Regions from separate parts of the Mus musculus genome. Here regions 1 and 3 are each linked to region 2. Evidence: chromatin contacts called from public promoter capture Hi-C data. All regions are on one chromosome and are shown on one strand. The core of a region is the stretch at or near the end of the contact, and the rest is flanking DNA. Distances in the headings are between cores, read along the strand shown. Region 1 holds the start of Zscan26 (zinc finger and SCAN domain containing 26). Region 2 holds the start of Btn1a1 (butyrophilin, subfamily 1, member A1). Region 3 holds the start of Zkscan3 (zinc finger with KRAB and SCAN domains 3).

Evidence for each region. Promoter capture Hi-C pulls out the DNA fragments that hold promoters and counts their contacts. Capture Hi-C pulls out chosen DNA fragments and counts their contacts.
Region 1: a promoter capture Hi-C map of pancreatic islet shows a contact between it and region 2, with 5 times the contacts expected there. The contact joins the promoter of Zscan26 here to the promoter of Btn1a1 in region 2. A contact is called at or near these places in 7 of 39 promoter capture datasets (the 3T3-L1 cell line, cranial neural crest, hematopoietic stem and progenitor cells and 4 more), 1 of 484 Hi-C or Micro-C datasets (CD4 T cells), 1 of 115 datasets of contacts at active chromatin or transcription factors (large pre-B cells) and 3 of 9 other capture datasets (liver, macrophages and pancreatic islet).
Region 3: a contact with region 2 is called in a promoter capture Hi-C map of hippocampal neurons, with 7 times the contacts expected there. The contact joins the promoter of Zkscan3 here to the promoter of Btn1a1 in region 2. A contact is called at or near these places in 3 of 39 promoter capture datasets (hippocampal neurons, liver and pre-B cells), 1 of 484 Hi-C or Micro-C datasets (B cells), 2 of 115 datasets of contacts at active chromatin or transcription factors (astrocytes and embryonic limb bud) and 1 of 9 other capture datasets (liver).

The regions. Positions count from the first base shown.
Region 1 is chr13:21,452,132-21,455,771 of GRCm38.p6, forward strand. It overlaps Zscan26 (zinc finger and SCAN domain containing 26), which reads right to left and starts at 1,596. Exons shown (of 6, transcript NM_001347491.1): 1 at 1,447-1,596.
Region 2 is chr13:23,463,457-23,467,270 of GRCm38.p6, forward strand. It overlaps Btn1a1 (butyrophilin, subfamily 1, member A1), which reads right to left and starts at 2,445. Exons shown (of 8, transcript NM_013483.3): 1 at 2,326-2,445; 2 at 1,646-1,767; 3 at 776-1,126. The coding sequence starts at 1,724. It overlaps Gm52036 (a long non-coding RNA gene), which reads left to right and starts at 968. Exons shown (of 2, transcript XR_003950563.1): 1 at 968-1,140; 2 at 1,246-2,032. n-TYgta8 (a tRNA gene) reads left to right here and starts at 3,620; the gene lies at 3,620-3,709. n-TEttc5 (a tRNA gene) reads left to right here and starts at 79; the gene lies at 79-150.
Region 3 is chr13:21,401,106-21,404,502 of GRCm38.p6, forward strand. Zkscan3 (zinc finger with KRAB and SCAN domains 3) reads right to left here and starts at 1,650. Exons shown (of 6, transcript NM_001145778.2): 1 at 1,567-1,650.

The DNA.
Region 1 (3,640 bases), core at 346-2,845, 2.0 Mb before region 2:
ATGACCAAACTTACCACTGTTGTTTGTTCTTGGTTCCTTATATATCCCACTCTTACAGGGAAAACCCTTTAACCTTTTTCTTATTGATTAGTCACAGCTCATGTCACAGTCAACAAGCCAACAGAGCTGCTCCACCTGTGCGTCCCTTGCTTAGTCAATCTCCACAGACACCACACTAAGAACGACCTCACACTACAGACGAAACTTGAAGAGTTGAAGAATTTATGATTTTACACAGGTTTCCAAGCTGATCTTCAGGGGTTTGTTTTTTTTTTTTTTGGTTTTGCCCCCCCCCCCTCCAGACCCCTTCCCCCATACACACACAGGGTTTCTCTGTGTAGCTCTGTTTGTCCGACAATTTGCCCTGTAGATCAGGTTGGCCTTGAACTCAGAGATCTGACTGCTTCTGCCTTCCAAACCTGGGATTAAAGACGTGAACCACCAACGGTGGACTGAACTTACCTTTGGTCCTTTTTTAAATCTACAGACCCCCGAATTATGAATTTATTTTTTCCTTCTCTCTCTTGTGTGTGTACATCTGATCCAGAAGCAAAAGCTGTGGGATCCACCTGGCCACAACTACAACAGTCAGTCTTCACTTCCTGCCAGATTTCCTGCCAGTTTTCCTTTTCCCCAAGGCTCTCACTCCCTAGCCCACAATGGGCAATTCTCCCAAGTGCTAGGATTATAGAAATTAGTCACTATGCTCAGATGCAGGTTTTTAATTGCACCCAACTTTGGTTTGCAACCCATTCTTGATTTCATTTCTGCTCATCCTCTAATCTATGCACATTATGGGTGTCCAATTACAAGACCTGTCTGAGTATGTCCTTCTATCACCCAAGACCAAGTTCCTCACACAACCAAATGGCCACTTTGTTCACTTACTTATCCTCTGTGGCAATCTTATTCACTGCGCTCGAAATACCCTGGTGCCCTCGTTAATCCCTAAATAAGACAGACAAGCTCCAGCTTTAGGGCCTCTGTATTCGCTGTTCTCTCACGTATGCCTTTTAAAGCCGCCTCTGTCTACCCATCTATTTCGGATTATCTACTCAAATATTCTATTTACTTACAGTGGTAACTACTTAAACATGCAGAAGCCATGTGTGGCAGCTCCAGCTTATGAGCTCAGAGCTCGGAGATAGAAGGATAAACAGGAGTTCAAATTAAGAGTATACGCCGCCAAATGATGAGGCCAACACGGGCTTCACGAAACGCTCTTAAAACCAAACAACAACAAACAAAAAAAGGGGGAAAAATCCCTCACAACAAAATAAAGCAACAGAACCCAGGAGTGCTGGCAATCTCAGCCATCAGAAAGCTGAAGTAGGAGATACGCTGGAGCTTGCAGTCAGCTTGAGCTGCGCAACAGCAGGAAACCGCCTCACCAACTACGTCCTGAGCTCCCTCCCTCTCCCATGCCCCGCAGCTTCCGTCACGCACCAGCTTCTGGTCCTCCCAGCTCCGAGGTGTGGAGAGTTTCTGTGTATCAACCAGACCCTCCGCTCGAGAGTCCCAAGTTTGCGGGTTCTCTCTCCGCTGGAACCCGATCACCGTACGTCCCCCTCGCCCTGGTCGCAGGGTCAGTCACACGTCTCTCAAAATCTGCGTTCCAGCCCAGTAGTTTCCGGCTCCGCTCTAGGACGATGGGAGGACCAGGACTCAACTCGGTGGTGTCCTGACTGGGTCTAAGTTGAAAGATTTCATTTACATAAATCAGACCATTTCGTTTGACTGTTTTCACACAGAGATGTCATCTCTATCACTAGAATAACAAAGCTCGGGCTGTAATCACAGCCACCAGCAAACAGACACAGCAATTGAATCTTTAGGTTGGGCTTTAGGCAAAAGCTGGCATGATCATGTAGGTTGGATTCTAGAGAACCAAAGTTAATTATTAGTGCTCAAGTTTATTCTTCATTCCCCACCCTTTTGCCACCAAGTTCCAAAGACTCCTATCTGTGCCTTCTTTATTTGGTTGCCTGAGTGTAGGGTTTAGAATTTAGAATTCAATGATATTTGAAGAGAAGTGGGGTAAAGATATGCCGATTTTCTTTCTAAAGTTTCTATGTTATTGTTGTTGTTGCTGCTGCTGCTGCTGAAAAAAAAAGTGGAAAAAAAAAAGTGAAGTTCACTTTGTTATTTTAAGCTTATCTTGTTTGACTTCGAACGAAGGCACTCAACAGAGCTTAGTCTGGTTAATGTATAGTGGTGTCAGTTATATGCTTTGCAGTCTGCTAAGCCAATGGTGTGTAAAGCTAACTCAGAACAAACATGTCAGAACAAACACAGCTTTAAGATGTTTTGTGTGCAGATTAACTCAGAGCAAACAAATCATCTGTTTAAGTCCTTCCTATAGTGTCTAACACAAAGTCCCCTACCACCCTTCCCTCCCCTATAATCCCCCTTGTTAGCCATTTACTTTGATAAATAGGCCACAGTTTGAGGTTCACCTCCAATCATTTGAGTGAGAACTCACATTAGGACTCCATCCTTTCCATGTTGACTGAAAAGACTTTTGCAAGCCCCAAATTCCCATGGTAGGAGCAGATGTCAAATCCCCTTTTAAAGGTTCCAAACCCATAACTATTTCTGGGTCCATTCAAAATTTCATAAAGGGGCTTAGCCATAGAGTCAAAAATTGGGACCAAATTCTACAGTAGCCTGTCATACCCAGGAATATGTTAAATTGCCTGAGAATTGCAAATTTTTGTTCCCCGTTTGTCTAACTGTTAGTCACTGCTTTCCAAGCAGACTCTTCTTTCCAGGCTAGAGGAGGAAACCCAGTAATTCCTCAGCCCGCTGACAGATTTGGGCCCTGCAGGCTAACAGTCCTGGTAAATGGTTTAAAGTCTCCTAGTTCCCAGTTACCTGCAAGTCTTTGACATCCTACTGCAACATGTCACCTTTCAATAGTTGGGCTTTTAAATCTTAACCCAGAGAGATGGTCCAGATGTTAAGAGCCCTTGCTGCTCTTCTAGAGAACCCAGTTCACAGCGGTTAGGCTCTCGGCTTATAATATCCTACAACTCCAGCTATAGGGCATCCAGGGGTTCTTCTGACCTTGTGCAGCAGCAGCAGCAACAACAACAACAACACACACACACACGTACACACACACACTTTAGAAAGAAAATTGGCACATCTTGGTCCTTCTTCTCTCCAAAGATAATTGAATTCTACATTCTAAGCCCCATCCTCAGGCCATCCAATCCTGCAAAGTCCTAGCATCTGTATAATTTAGAGTTGTAAACTGTTAAGTCTGATTCCAGCCATTCAAAGATGGAAAGGATCCTCCAATACTAGTAATAAAAACCGGAGGAATTCCAGGGAATGTGATTCGTCAGACTGTACTGGCTGAGAAGAGCAGAGTATACAACTAGCAAAATATCAAGATTTGCCTGCAGGTCTTATATAAATGCACGTATGAGACTGGGGCTTCTATATTAGTAGTATTATTGGCAATACATGAGTATATTACCGATAAGTCCTATTTCAGAAAATAACTCATAGAATTATTCAGATACAACTCATAGAATTGTTTCAAGAATTTGCATGGTCTTTATTAGATTTTTGTTGTACTGTCAGAACTATGTGCGGTCCTAGATTTGGGACCCTATTCTAAGGCCGTTGAGGA
Region 2 (3,814 bases), core at 1,195-3,694:
CAACATCTAAAGAGCAGGTGTGTCATCGTCCGGAATCCTTACATGGGAGGAGGAGGCAAGATAAGTATGCATAGCAGTTCCCACATGGTCTAGCGGTTAGGATTCCTGGTTTTCACCCAGGCGGCCCGGGTTCGACTCCCGGTGTGGGAAACTCATTGTTTTACGAATGATCCTAGTACTTGATAAAGGACTTCAAAGTGTTCTTAAAGCTGTAGAGTTTGAGACACTATGTCAGCTCCTTTCTTAACGGAGCAAGGAAAATACCTAAATAAATGAGAAAGGCAATATGTGTATTATACACAGTAGTCTAAGGTGTAGGAATTTCTTTATAAGCACATGATGTTTTATCATTAACAAAGCATTTTTCACTTATCTAGTTCCTTGTTGCAAATTCTTGCTGGATTTAGCTTTCTGGTTTCACAGTAGGAAAAACTGAGTGGGAGATTTGCTTGATTTGGATCACTAACAGGGAGGGAAATTAGAGCTCAATGTATTCTTTCCTTATGATCTCAGACAGGGAGAAGAAGACAACATGAGTAATATGAGTAAAACCATTTTGGAGGTGGATAAAGAACTTTAGCAACGGACCACACTCTGTTAGGGTGTCAATCCTTAGGCATTAAACCACGAAGCTGTTCAGAGCATCTAAGATGCTCACCACAACCTTACGTAAACGTGAAAATACGTTTGGATTTGGAGAATGAACACGATGATTCTCCCCAAAGTGAGAGTCTCCGCGCGGAGTGACGAGGCGACACATCCCGTCTGTACCCACCAGCCACTTTGAGGTATACGGCGGCCTCCTCGAAGTCGTCGTTGTCTTTGAAAAGGCACCGGTACTCCCCCTGGTCTGAGACCCTGACATCTCGGATCAGCAGAGTAGCGCGGCCGTCTAGAAGCCCGGCTGTCGCCAGCGTCGCCCTCCCGCGGTACTCCGTCATCTGCTGGCCCTCCTGCTCCTGGCCATCCCGGTATAGAAGTACCGCTGTCGACCTCGTCTGTCGAAACCACAGCAGCTCCATGTATTCTGAGCTCGCGTTTGGGGAAAAGCCACAGGTCAGCTCGGCATCTGAGCCCACTAGGGCCAACACTGGCTCCTGAGGTGCGGTCACATCGAAGGGAGCTGCTGTAATAAACAAGGTCAGATAGGACGATGGGTTGGGATGGAGGACCTACCGGCCAGTCTCCTTGTAAAGAAAGGAACTCGGGGTGGCTGCTATTTCTTTTCTTCTGTTTATTTTTCAGACTGGATCTCATAAATCCCAAGGTGGCCTCCAGCTCACTATGTAGCCTTGAGCTCCTTGCCCTCAATTCTCAAGTGCGATCATTACAGGGGTGCACCACCACCACACTTAGCGTTCCAATTCCTTTGATTTAAAGGAAAAACAACTAGGCGCTCCCTACGTAACCCTGGATGCTCTGGCTATCTCTATGTAGACCAGGCAGGTTTTGACCTCAGAAAAATCTGCCTGGGCCCACCTGGTGCTGCAATTGCAGGTGTGTATTACCTCCCGCAGTGGGTTTCCTTTGAACTCACTGGATTGTGGTGAAGGTCCCCCCACCAGGAGCCAAACCGGGTCAGAGGTATTTATTTATAGGGACCTTCCAACTTTGCGAGAAAGAGAAGGCTAGAACAGAAACTTACCCGAATCCAGCGTGGGCAGCTGTAGGACAGTGAGGGTGAGCAGACAGACCAGGAGGCAGGAGTTGGTGGGAACTGCCATCTCTGAGCTAACTGGGGCAATGAAGCCCGCCAAGAGCTTCAGGCTGGGAGAGAAACAGTCAGGAGGTAACTATGGGTTCCGCAAGCGCCCTGTTCTCCACCAGTTTCTTCCAACCTGGAGGGCTCTGTATTTCCCCTACAGGGTCATTTTCAGTCCATTTTACAACAGCGCCTGCCCCATACCCTTCCTCTGTACGTCTGGTCCTCCAGCCCTCGACTGCCTCCAGAATGGAGCCGCGAGGCACAGTTGTAGATAATGAAGAAATCTCCTCATTTACAATAACAATAAAACAATAAAGTAAAATCGAATCGAGTGGGATACTTTGTTATTCGTGTTTAGAAGTGATAATGAAGATAAAGCCACGGAGGTAGAAATGGAGAACATGAAATGAAACGAAGGAGGAGAGAAAGACAAGGTGTGTTTCTCAACTGTAAGCCCAGCAGCTCTCAGGAGGGTGATCTCTGGGAGTTACACCGTGAGGTACATACAGTCTTGACAAAGTCTGAGAGAGAGGGGAGAGGCAGAGCTGAAGAGCTTGAGGAACAGAAAGCCTAGTACAGAGAAGAGACAAAGAGAGCTGAGCTGAGAGTGAAGCACCTACCGATTTCGACAGACCCAGAGGAAAAGGGAGCCAGAGCCACAGTGATCAAGTGAAAAGGGCTGCTTGTCACCCCGGGGCCAAAGAGAGAGCTCTTCAGAAGGAAGAAGGCTGTGTGCTGTTAGAGAAGCCTGCCCACAGGTGGCCAAGTGTATTTATTCGGGGTGGGGGGAGGAGCAGCCTTTTAAACATGTGGACTACAGATTAGTGGTCAGGTAGTTTGGGTTCATCCTCCTCCCCTAAGAGAACGATATATGCATTAAAGAGCTGTACCGAATATAGGGAATGGGGACAAAAAGAAAGAAGACTTGAGCAACTGAAATGAGTCATGAGGCCATCAGCCTGTGAATTTAACTCTGTGGCTTCAGTTCTTTTAACCCAAGTTCATGGGGGGGGAGGGGGGGGCGCAGGCGGGGGTCATTGTAAGTTTAAGGCCAGTCTGGGCTTCATAGCAAGATCCAGACTTGCAAGAGCTACATATGGAGAACAAAACAAAAGAGAGTGGGGTGTTTGTTACTTTTAAGAAAAAGACTAATGTTACTAATACCTTGTTTGAATTATGCCAAGTTGGAAAAGTATTAGACACAAACAGTATTGGAAACAAAACAGGCAAGAGAATAGGAGCCCAGAAAGTAAATTACTTTGTCATTACATCTGTGAATAGCTAAAGAGTGAGTCCACAATGGCTGCAGCTCTCCCTCCCTGATCTTTTCCATGAGACACCTTCAGGAATGTGGGTGTGGGTGGCAGGAGTCCACTGGATGTCCACCTTCAAGGTATAACTGCACAAGGACCTGGCGCTTCACCCTGCCATCAGTCATGAGATCAGCAATTTCTTATTTGGTTTTGAATTTTCATTTATTACTGAAAAAATGCAAAGATAAAGAAAAAAAACAGTTTTATCAATGATTGTTTCTATGCTGTACATAAATATAAAATAAAATTTAAGAACAATATATATCAGTTCATAGTGATAAGTTCATAGTAAGTTTTCCTGCATAGTTCATAGCATAGCTAATACGCATATATTTGCGAAGATTATGAGATTTCTAGTTCTTTTTCTAGTATAAAGACTGCACTTCGGGGGGAGGGTATGGAGGACTTTTGGGATAGCATTGGAAATGTAAATGAGGAAATTACCTAATTAAAAAAAAAAAAAAAAAGAATGCACTTGGCATTTGGTAGAAGGTCCATCTAGCATTCATGAAGCCCTGAGTTAGATCCCAGCACTGCTTAAAATCAGGCATAGTGGCTCCTCTAAGCTACTTGTGACTTTGCTAGGCACTATACATGGTATCCTTCGATAGCTCAGTTGGTAGAGCGGAGGACTGTAGGAGTATTCGACCTGGAAATCCTTAGGTCGCTGGTTCGAATCCGGCTCGAAGGAGGTCTGTTTTTGTAACTCAGATAGATCGATCTACCATGTCTGTTTGTTTTACTAGCCTGTAGCAAACAGTAAGGGCAAGATAAACTTTTTTTTTTTAAACGCACA
Region 3 (3,397 bases), core at 400-2,899, 2.1 Mb before region 2:
CCTACTACTGCAGGTGAGATGGAGTTTCTCTCTGATTCACATTCAAATCTTTACTAATGTCATTTTAAATAGTAAACAAAACCTTATCTTCTTTCTTTCCTGAGTACAGGCCAAAGCATTTTGTTGGGATCAAGGAAGAAGAGTAGAGCTGAGGCTAGAAAAATGAACACTGATACATTCTTAATAACGGCTTCACACACTCACGTTTTGTCAGCTTGCCTATCTGGAGTCTCACCAGCTGGGCAGAGTACAAAGGTACAGGATCAGAAGACTGTTTACCAACACAGGCGTTTGCCAAATAAGTAAACCAAAGACAAGGGTTTTGTTTTTGTTTTTGTTTTTTGTTAAGTTACAAATAGAGAAAAGAATGCTTCAGGGATCCCTGTATACCCTCAGGAGGTTAAAGATCCAATTCCTTAAGAAAAAGAAGGAAGATGAAAGGACTTTCAAAGACCACAAGAGGCATCAACTCAATGACCATGGCAAACTGTGTATGGTCAATATTAGCTTTAAAAACCTGCAAAAAGAACAAAGGGTGTTAGTGGGAACTCAGGATCAGATCGACTTATCTCTAATCTATCGCCAATCTACCTATCATCACTTCTAACTATCAGCCGTCCGTGTGGTTCTCACACTGGAGAGGAATCTCGCTGAGGGTCAGAAAGCTGGCAGGTCGGCAGCAATGTCTGCTTACAACAGGGTCCTAATCCTTCGCGGTTAGACGCTCCTCCTGTTTCTCAAGCTCCTCCTCCCACCAAAAAAAAAAAAAAAAAAAAAAAAAGGCATCCCCAGGATTTTAAACCTCTGTGAGCCTGACCATTACAAGACACTACACAAACCACTTTTACTCTTTGCTGTGGGATAGGCTCTTTTCCAGAATGTTCTATTTTCCCTCCTAAAATACAGAAATCATTCATTATAAAGAGAACTGATAAATAGTACTAACATTCAAAAGACAACAGCCAGTACCAAGGCTGATCGATGAAGAGAAAGTGCTGTCCTAGTTAGGAAAAGCAACAGGAATAATAACAGCTATCTTTACACTGTGCAGATTACCCCGTGCCTGGTACTATTTTAAGCACCTTTGCACAAATGAAGCCATTTATTCCTCACAACAATCCAGTAAGTTAGGCGACATCATTATCCCCTAAAATAGCAAAACACAGAAAGGTTAAGGGACTGGGGGGAGAAGTCACAAAGGAGCTGAGGCCAGATTCGACCAAGCAACCCGATTCCAAAGTTCTGGCTCTCTTCCAGTACCCCAGAATAAAGACCTTGGAACTGACCTTGTCTCCAGGAAAAGCAAAACTGTGACGTCTCCCATTTTCAAAGCTTAAGTACAAGACCCGAGAATCCCATCGCCAAACGCCCTGAGACTGACCAGACACCCGGAACCGGCCTGAGGCGAGGCGCCCGAGGCCCTGTCGGGCGCTCGGCCCAAGTGGCCACCGAGTTTATCTTCTCGGCGCCACTAGGCCGCGGAGGAAGATGTTTTGTCCCACCCCCAACCCCCACAAGCAGCCGACCCCTGCGGGAGGACGGTAACAGGACGGGACCCAAACCCACCCGCGAACGCAGCACCTCGTAGCACCCCGCAGTCACAAAAGTGTCGAAAGTCCGACCCCGGGGGGCGGGGCACAGAGCACTTCCGGCTTCTCTAGGCACCAGCGACACTCTATGATCCCCCCCTTCTCCCTCCTCTTAGTGGTTGCTTCGTAAAAAGACTTTTAAAAAGAAATTCTTTTAGCTGAAGTAGCAATGCAACATTTTCTCTCCTCCCTTTACTTCCTCCAGTTTTTTCCGTCCTCTTGGTTGCCTCGTAAAAAGACTTTTAAAAAGAAAAAAATTTTAACTGAAGTAGAATTACATCACTTTCCTTCCTCCCCCTAGTCTTTTCTCCTACCCTCTCACTCTCAAGCTGATAGCCTCTTTTCTTTGTTATTGCTACATTCATGTGTGTTTGTGTATATGTATATATGTTGTATATATGTATGTGCATGAACAAGTATATATCTATATCTATACAGATATAGAGATATCTGTATCTATATATGTACATATTCCACTGGCTAAGTTTTTGTTTTTATATGTTATTTGTGTGCATATGATTTCAAGGTTTCAAGACTGCATTGGACAGCTAATAAGAGGGCTCATCTTAGGGAGAGACTAATTCTCCATTTCCCAGCAGTCAATAGTTGCCAGTAGTTCTTTGGTTTGGGGTGGCACCCTGTGAAATTTTACCCCCTTCCATTGATATTGATATTGTCTATTGATACTGCAATTGTTTCAGTCTTGTGTATGCAGCCATTTCTTGGAGGCTGTTTCACAGCTGACATCCTAGATTTCTTACAATTTTTTTTTTGCCTCCTCTTCCTCCATGTCCTCTGAGCCATAGATGCAGGAGACATGATGTGGATGTATCTGTTGGGGTTGGGACCACCATGATCTGTCAGTCTTTGTTCTGTATCCAATTGGGTTTTTAGTGATGGTCTCTATTCTTTATAAAGAAAAGCATCTTGGATCACAGGTGGTAGCTACATTATCCAGGAAAGATGACTCTAGCACCAAGAGACTTTCAAAATTTGTTTTTTCCAAGGACAACTAAGGGAAGATAGCAAAAGAATGAGCTCCTATATAGCCTTCCTGAAATCTCTGTGATGTCAAGAAAAAGGAAAATTATATGTTCTCTATCGTCATAAAGAAGCCCTAGGGAAATGCATAAGAAAATGTTTGTTTAGAAACTGCATGAAAAGGGAAAATAAAAGTGAGAGGAAATTAAACTATTAATTATAAATATATAACAGTATTTTTGTTTTTGTTTTTGTTTTTGTTTTCCGAGACAGGGTTTCTCTGTGTAGCTCTGGATGTCCTGGAACTCACTCTGTACACCAGGCTGGCCTCAAACTCAGAAATCTGCCTGCCTCTGCTTCCAGAGTGCTGGGATTAAAGTCATGCGCCACCACGCCCGGCAACATATAACAGTTTTCAGGACCATTCTGAATGCCCTTTATAGAAAAAGCCAAGATAATTTAATCTTCAACTTATAATTAGCAAATTTAGCAAAGCTACTAAAATTTCAAAATTGATATTGATAGTTACATTTTTATAACAAACACAAATAAGAAAACATCACCTTAAAAGATAATCATTACAGTAGCAAGAAAATATAAAAGAGACCTCAACAGAAACAGAAAGGCTTTATTTATTAAGGATAGATAGTTGAAAGCCAGAGAAATTGGCTCATTCCTATGATCCCAGCATGTGGGAAGCTGAGGAGGAAGAGCCACTTCAAGTTACAGCTCCAAGTTCCAGGCCAGCTTGGAGTTCTGGATTACAGGGTGAGAGCCATCCTCACAAAACAAAACAGCCCCACTCATGGTCATGCAAGTAAACACAA